Regions from separate parts of the Mus musculus genome. Here region 1 is linked to region 2. The links are chromatin contacts, called in public HiChIP or PLAC-seq maps. All regions are on one chromosome and are shown on one strand. Each heading gives the region's core, a stretch centred on a gene start, on an enhancer-like site or on the middle of the called end of the contact. The rest is flanking DNA. Distances are from core to core; before and after follow the strand shown. Region 1 holds the start of Best3 (bestrophin 3). Region 2 holds the start of Kcnmb4os2 (potassium large conductance calcium-activated channel, subfamily M, beta member 4, opposite strand 2).

Evidence for each region. HiChIP or PLAC-seq counts read pairs in DNA pulled down with a chosen protein or histone mark.
Region 1: an H3K4me3 HiChIP or PLAC-seq map of forebrain shows a contact between it and region 2, with 4 times the contacts expected there. The contact joins the promoter of Best3 here to the promoter of Kcnmb4os2 in region 2. A contact is called at or near these places in 7 of 39 promoter capture datasets (the 3T3-L1 cell line, the SN4741 cell line, cranial neural crest and 3 more) and 4 of 115 datasets of contacts at active chromatin or transcription factors (embryonic stem cells, extraembryonic endoderm stem cells and forebrain).

Annotation. Positions count from the first base shown.
Region 1 is chr10:116,984,927-116,987,909 of GRCm38.p6, reverse strand. Best3 (bestrophin 3) reads right to left here and starts at 1,596. Exons shown (of 10, transcript NM_001007583.1): 1 at 1,098-1,596. Gm46182 (a long non-coding RNA gene) reads left to right here and starts at 1,147. Exons shown (of 3, transcript XR_001779645.1): 1 at 1,147-1,236; 2 at 2,909-2,983.
Region 2 is chr10:116,471,820-116,474,744 of GRCm38.p6, reverse strand. Kcnmb4os2 (potassium large conductance calcium-activated channel, subfamily M, beta member 4, opposite strand 2) reads right to left here and starts at 1,582. Exons shown (of 3, transcript NR_130644.1): 1 at 358-1,582; 2 at 112-260. It overlaps Kcnmb4 (potassium large conductance calcium-activated channel, subfamily M, beta member 4), which reads left to right and starts at 1,222. Exons shown (of 3, transcript NM_021452.1): 1 at 1,222-1,559. The coding sequence starts at 1,224.

The sequences.
Region 1 (2,983 bases), core at 347-2,846, 510 kb before region 2:
CCTTGGAAAGTCTCAATGAAATAATCAGAGACAAACAAACTGAGTCTTTTCTTTCTTATTTTGGAAGACAGGGTCATCCCACATTGACCTTGAACCTGGCCTTGAACTTTTGCTCCATTTCCAGTGAGCGCTGGAATTGTGGGACTGTACCACCGCCACTGTATGTAGTATTTACTTAGCGTTTTGCTTGGCACCGAGTCTTGTGTGTGCTGGGCAGGCACTGTCTCATGTGTGCTACATCCCTAGTGTGTCTGTAATTTAGAACACCTTGTTCTGGATTCATTTCGTGGACGTGGGCAGGATGAGAATGGGGCCTAATCCCAGTTTTCTTTGAGCTCCCTGGCATGCCTCGGCTTCTCACTGAGATGTGCCATCGGACTTCGAATAGATGGCTCAAAGCCGACCTTTGTTTGGAAACCTTACTCAGCTAACTGGGTAGTATAGGTCACATGCAAACAAAAGGAGATCTCTTTAAAATGTTAACTTTTCTCCAAAGGAACTACAAAGAACTTCTCACAGAGCAACACAGGCTGATAGATTTTAGGTCAAAATTATAATACACACACCCACACAAAAACCCAACCAAACAAACCCTAGAGCATATTTTTTTCCCCCCGTAGAGCGATTTATATCACACATTCTATCACAAATAAGAGAATGTTTCATTTAGACAGGCAAATATCCAACTGTGATTTATCCAGTTTCTCTAAGGACGTAAGAGCTGGCAGCTGTATCCACAGCAACAACAGCAAAGTGCTGATTTGTCCTCCATGGTTGTTGATTTTAATTAAACAAACCAGGGCCCTTTGCCTAAGTCAGTAGGTGACACCACAGAAGGGTGGGGTGCCTGCCCTAAAACAGGCTTCGCTTTGAGATCGCCACCTTGTCTCTCTGCCTCGGGAGAACTCAGCGACAGGGGAGAACAGAACAGCAATGTCCTAAGCTCTTCTCCAGGCAGGCCCCGTCAAGGGACAGCCTCTAACCAATCCCCTTTTCTTCCATTCACTCCTTCACCCTCAGTTCAGGCTCTGTCCGAAACCCGACGCCCACCAAGCATAAGGTCACGTTCAAGTGCAGAAGCCGGCTCGCGCACTAACCTATTTCTTTGGAGTCTCTCAAGGGAAGAGAAATCTTCAAACGATCTGCCGTCCCTGAAGAGGTGCCGGCTTCCACCCTCACTGGTGACCAGCTGGGTTTCCTCCTAGTTCTCCTGCTGCTGTGGCGATCCAGCGTGTAGTGAGTCCAGGGTTAAATGTTTTTCCACTTGCAGAGGCCTGTCTGTGCCAGTTTGCCCACTGATGACAGTTATAGCTGGGGACAAACAGAAGTGACAGCTGCTGATGGTGCTTTTTTCTAATCTATAATTATAACTCCACCTGCCGCCCAAAGTACCCCTTTGAACAAGAAGTCAGCGGCGGTGGCGGGAGGATGCTGGGCCATTTAAGTCCAGTTAAGATTCATTTCAACTCTGGCCTGGGATCAAGGAAGAAAAGCCTTTTTCTACTGAAAAGGTCTGAACATACTCCAGTAGCCAAAGAGGGGATTAGGACAGTCTTTTTGTGCATGAAATGAAGAATAAATTCTTATGGAGCCATACACTGGGGCAGACAGGAATGAAAGCAAGAATTCTGATCTTCTGAGAGATCTTGAGAATGCTCTTCCATTAAAAGCAGCAAGAGTGTGTGTGTGTGTGTGTGTTTAGGATGTGAGTATATTTATGTGCATGTGTAGTATGTGTATGTGTGGTATATATGTGTGTGTGCATGCATGTGTGTCTAGGGTATGAGTACATTTATGTACATGTGTGGTATATAGGTGTGTATGTGTACATGTGTATGGTGTATAGATATGTATGGTGTATAGATGTGTGTGGTATATAGGTGTGTGTGTGTGTATGTATGTAAGTGCATGTGTGTTGTATATATGTGTATGGTGTATAGGTGTGTATGTGTTCATGTGTATTGTGTACATGTGTGTGTGTACATGTGTGTGGTTTATATATGTGTGTGCACGCACATCCATATGTGCATGCATGTATGTGTAGGATGTGAGTATATTTGTATGGTAAGTATGTGGTGTACATGTGAGTGTGGTATGTGTGTGTGTGGTGTATGTGTGTGTGGTGTGTGTTTTAGAAGTGCACAGAGAATTATGTGATGGCCTGGTGCAGTGGAAAACTGTAACCCTCTGTCTTATTATGTTTCTCCCATGGTTAACCAGAAAAGCTTGTTATTCGAGATGGTTTCTTTCAGATTTATAATAATAGATATTTTCTTTCTTAAAAGAGGCTGCTCATCTGAGTTCTGTAGGTGATAGACTAATTAATTAATCTGAGGGTCATTTCCTGAGACCCTGTTAACTTTCTGAGGTAATTTTTCCACCTGTCATTACACCACAAGCTTAAAGAGAATAGCAAAAAATAGTTTTTGTAGAGAAACATGTAGAATAAAATATTATAAAAATCAAGACTAGGCTATGCCTGGTGGGTCATGACTGTAATCCTATTGATGGGAAAGTTGAAGCAGGAGACTTACCCTGAGTTCAAGGGTAGCCTGGGCAATTCAGTAAGTTCCAGGATAGCCTCAAAACAAATAAGCAAATGGATGCTTCCCCCACAGCCCTAAAAAGGAATACATAAAATTCAAATTTCTAAAGAATTAGTCAACCTTATGTGCATGTGAGCGACTTGGTCAAACCGCAAGCGCTTTAGAGTCCTGACAGATTAATTTTTCTGGCTTATTTGTATTGCTGGCTTATTTGTCCCTGTTCCTCTTGTTGCTAACTTCAGGTCGGGGGTCCTGTGAATAATGAATATTCATTTAGTAATTGTGTGCTAACTGATCGCACCCCTGGGGCTCCATTAACGGGTACTGGATCTTGTTACTGTTTGGTTATCACACTTCCACAGCTTTGAGTACCACGGGGGATTTGTGAACATGCAGAATGCAAACGTCGTATGCCACATCTTACATCTGTACTGCGG
Region 2 (2,925 bases), core at 333-2,832:
GGTTAAAACAACAACAACAACTTTATTCTTCCAAACGCAGCTCTAAACAGTTCTCAAGTTTGGTTTTATGATCTTTAAAAAAATGTAGGTAAAAAGCAAATTTAAACTTACAAAGGAAAAGTCAGGAGAATAGAGGCTGAATAAAGGTGTACATCGATAGGGTGGAGTTCCAAAGTGTCTGCAAGCCGCGGTCGCCTTGCACAGAGCTCCAGAAAAAGCTCACCTGCAAATCTCAGGGCCAGCTAAGGGTGGCAATATTCCTAAAGAGGCCAACAGAGTCTGCTCTCACCAGCCCGAGGCCAGGCTTTGCCACCTGTTTGCGTCCACCCCCTAGGGGTCGTTCCCGCTGTCTGGCACCTATTTTTCCAGGAAAGTCCACCGACGCTCAAGGCTCCAATCGTGTTAGCCTGCACGGTCCCGGTGGCGGCGTGGGATCCGCGGGGACCTCCGGCTCCCGGCCGCTCGCCTGTGGGCATCCCCCCGCGTCCGCGCCGGTGCCCTCTGTCGCTCGCCGCCACCGGAGCTCCCTTTGCCGGTGCGCCTGCTGCCCCGCAGCTCCCCGGATCGGAGTTTGAAGATTCCCGCTTCGCACGCTCACGCCATCCTCCCCCACTTAAAAAAATTTTTTTTTTCTCTCTTTTAACTTTCTCCCCAGCCACGCTCCCTCGGTGCTAAGCGTTCGCCTCGACCGTCTCCGCCATCTCTCCAGGTTGCATCTGGCGAGGATTCCGAGAGCAGCTCGCGGCGGCCCGGGTGCTCGCCCACGGGAGCTGCGGGGCGCGGCGCGGGGCGGGGCGGGGCGGCGGCGCCCAGGGCGGGGAGGAGCAGCCTCGCTCAACGCGGAGCCAGGGCTCAGCAGCCCAGTCGCTCCCAGCGTCGGGGCGCCGGGCGCTCGGCCGCGGCGATGGCAGGCGGGCGGCGCGCGCGGGGAGGCGGGCGCGGGGCGCGGAGCGCGCGGGGGCGGGGGCGGGCTCGGGGAGCCCCGGGGTGCCGGACGCTGTGAGGCGGCGGTGGCACCCGGGAGCCCGGCCTCGGGCAGCGCCGTCGCCGCCGCCGGGGGCGTCGCCGGCCTCGGCCCCTTTGTTCTCGCGCGCGCCCCCTCGCCGCCCACTCCCCTGCTGTCGCGCGGCGGCGGCGGCGGCTCCTCCCGCCCGAGGCGGTTGAGCTCGGCGCCGGGGGCGGGAGGGGGCGGGGAGCGCGCCAGCCGTGGAGAGTGGGGGGCGATGGCGAAGCTCAGGGTGTCTTACGAGTACACGGAAGCCGAAGACAAGAGCATCCGGCTCGGCTTGTTCCTCATCGTCTCCGGCATCCTGTCGCTCTTCATCTTCGGCTTCTGCTGGCTCAGTCCCGCCTTGCAGGATCTGCAAGCCACGGCGGCCAACTGCACCGTGCTGTCGGTGCAGCAGATCGGCGAGGTGTTCGAGTGCACCTTCACCTGTGGCACCGACTGCAGGGGCACCTCGCAGTATCCCTGCGTCCAGGTGTACGTGAACAACTCCGAGTCCAACTCCAGGGCGCTGCTACACAGCGACCAGCACCAGCTCCTGACCAACCCCAAGGTAAGCGCGCGGGAGCTCCCGCCTAACAGTGCAGGTTCGGGGCCAACGTCCCGGTTAGACCCCAGGGGAAGAATCGAGTGCACTGTCCTCGCTCGGAGTTGATGCGAGGGAGGCATGAGGTGCATGCACGCATCCCTGGAGCCCAGGGCTCCAGACCTCGGGGTGTGTTTGCCTACTGGGCGGTGGTACGCGAGCCTCTCTGCAAACAGATCTTTTCTGTTCTTAGATTTTTTTGAGCTCCGGACCACCCCAGGTCCAGCGCCTGCGGGAAGGGGTTGCCTAAACTCAAGGAGCAAAGAAAGTTAACTTTTCCTTCCAATGTAGCCATGGGATAGCCCAGGACCCAGGTACTCCAGTATATGGCCTGAGCTTCTATGGGGCTCAAGAACTCCCTTCTTTGAGAGGTTAAAGGGGTCTCTTCGCTTCTGGAAAGTATCTTAAGTGACTTTTGAATTTTAGTTCTAAACTGAAGTTTTTAACTTGAGGTCTACAGATAGACTTGGGATGGTGAGGGTGGGGTCAACAGCCATCAGGAGGAATCCAAGAAGAGATTCTGATGAGGTCGGGTTGGTTTGCTTGGTGCTGGTGGTGGAGGCTGAAGGGTCCTAACCACTCTGAGTGTTTGGGCACAATGAGAAGCTGTAACTAAGGAGTAAGTAGGAGAACAACTTACCGAAAATAGAAAGCCCTTGATGACATATACCAAGCAGCGGTTTCCTGACAACTTCTTTTGTTGTTACAGGGGAGGAAAAAAAAAAAAAAAGAGGGAAAAAAATAGATAAAACCTGGTTAGGACTTTCTAGCCTCTGGAGAGCAGAGAGGGAGACTCAGAAAACTTCCCCGGGGTAGGAAAGCACTTATAAAAAGCTGTGTCCCCAGTCCGTGAACTAATTGAGCCTTGCAGTGTGCCTGCTTCTGCAGGAGGGTTCTTTGATGCCTGTGTTCCTTTCTGCTGCCAGCTGAAGGTGTGTATATATATTCAAGTTACTGAGTCCTTGTACTTCCTGGGGGCTGTGCTGGAAGACAAGCAGAAATCATTCCAAAGAAAATGAGTCCTGTGCGTGCAGGAACATGTTCTCTTAAATGTGACCAGATAGATTAATCGGAATTCATTATTTTAAACAAGATCACTACCGCTGTGCAGAGAAACTCGGGCGTAACTCACTTATTTGGAAAGTTAGAAGAAACTAGTCTTTGAACATATGATGGACTCCTCAATGGAAAAGTCTCCCGCTAGTGCACGGAGGCTCGTTTGCTTTTAAAAATGGAGCTAATCCAAGAACAGTAAGTGTAGACGTGAACATTTGGAATCCAGTCTCTAAGGACCAAGGTCTTGCCGAAGTGATCGGTCTCAAAAACAGATGTG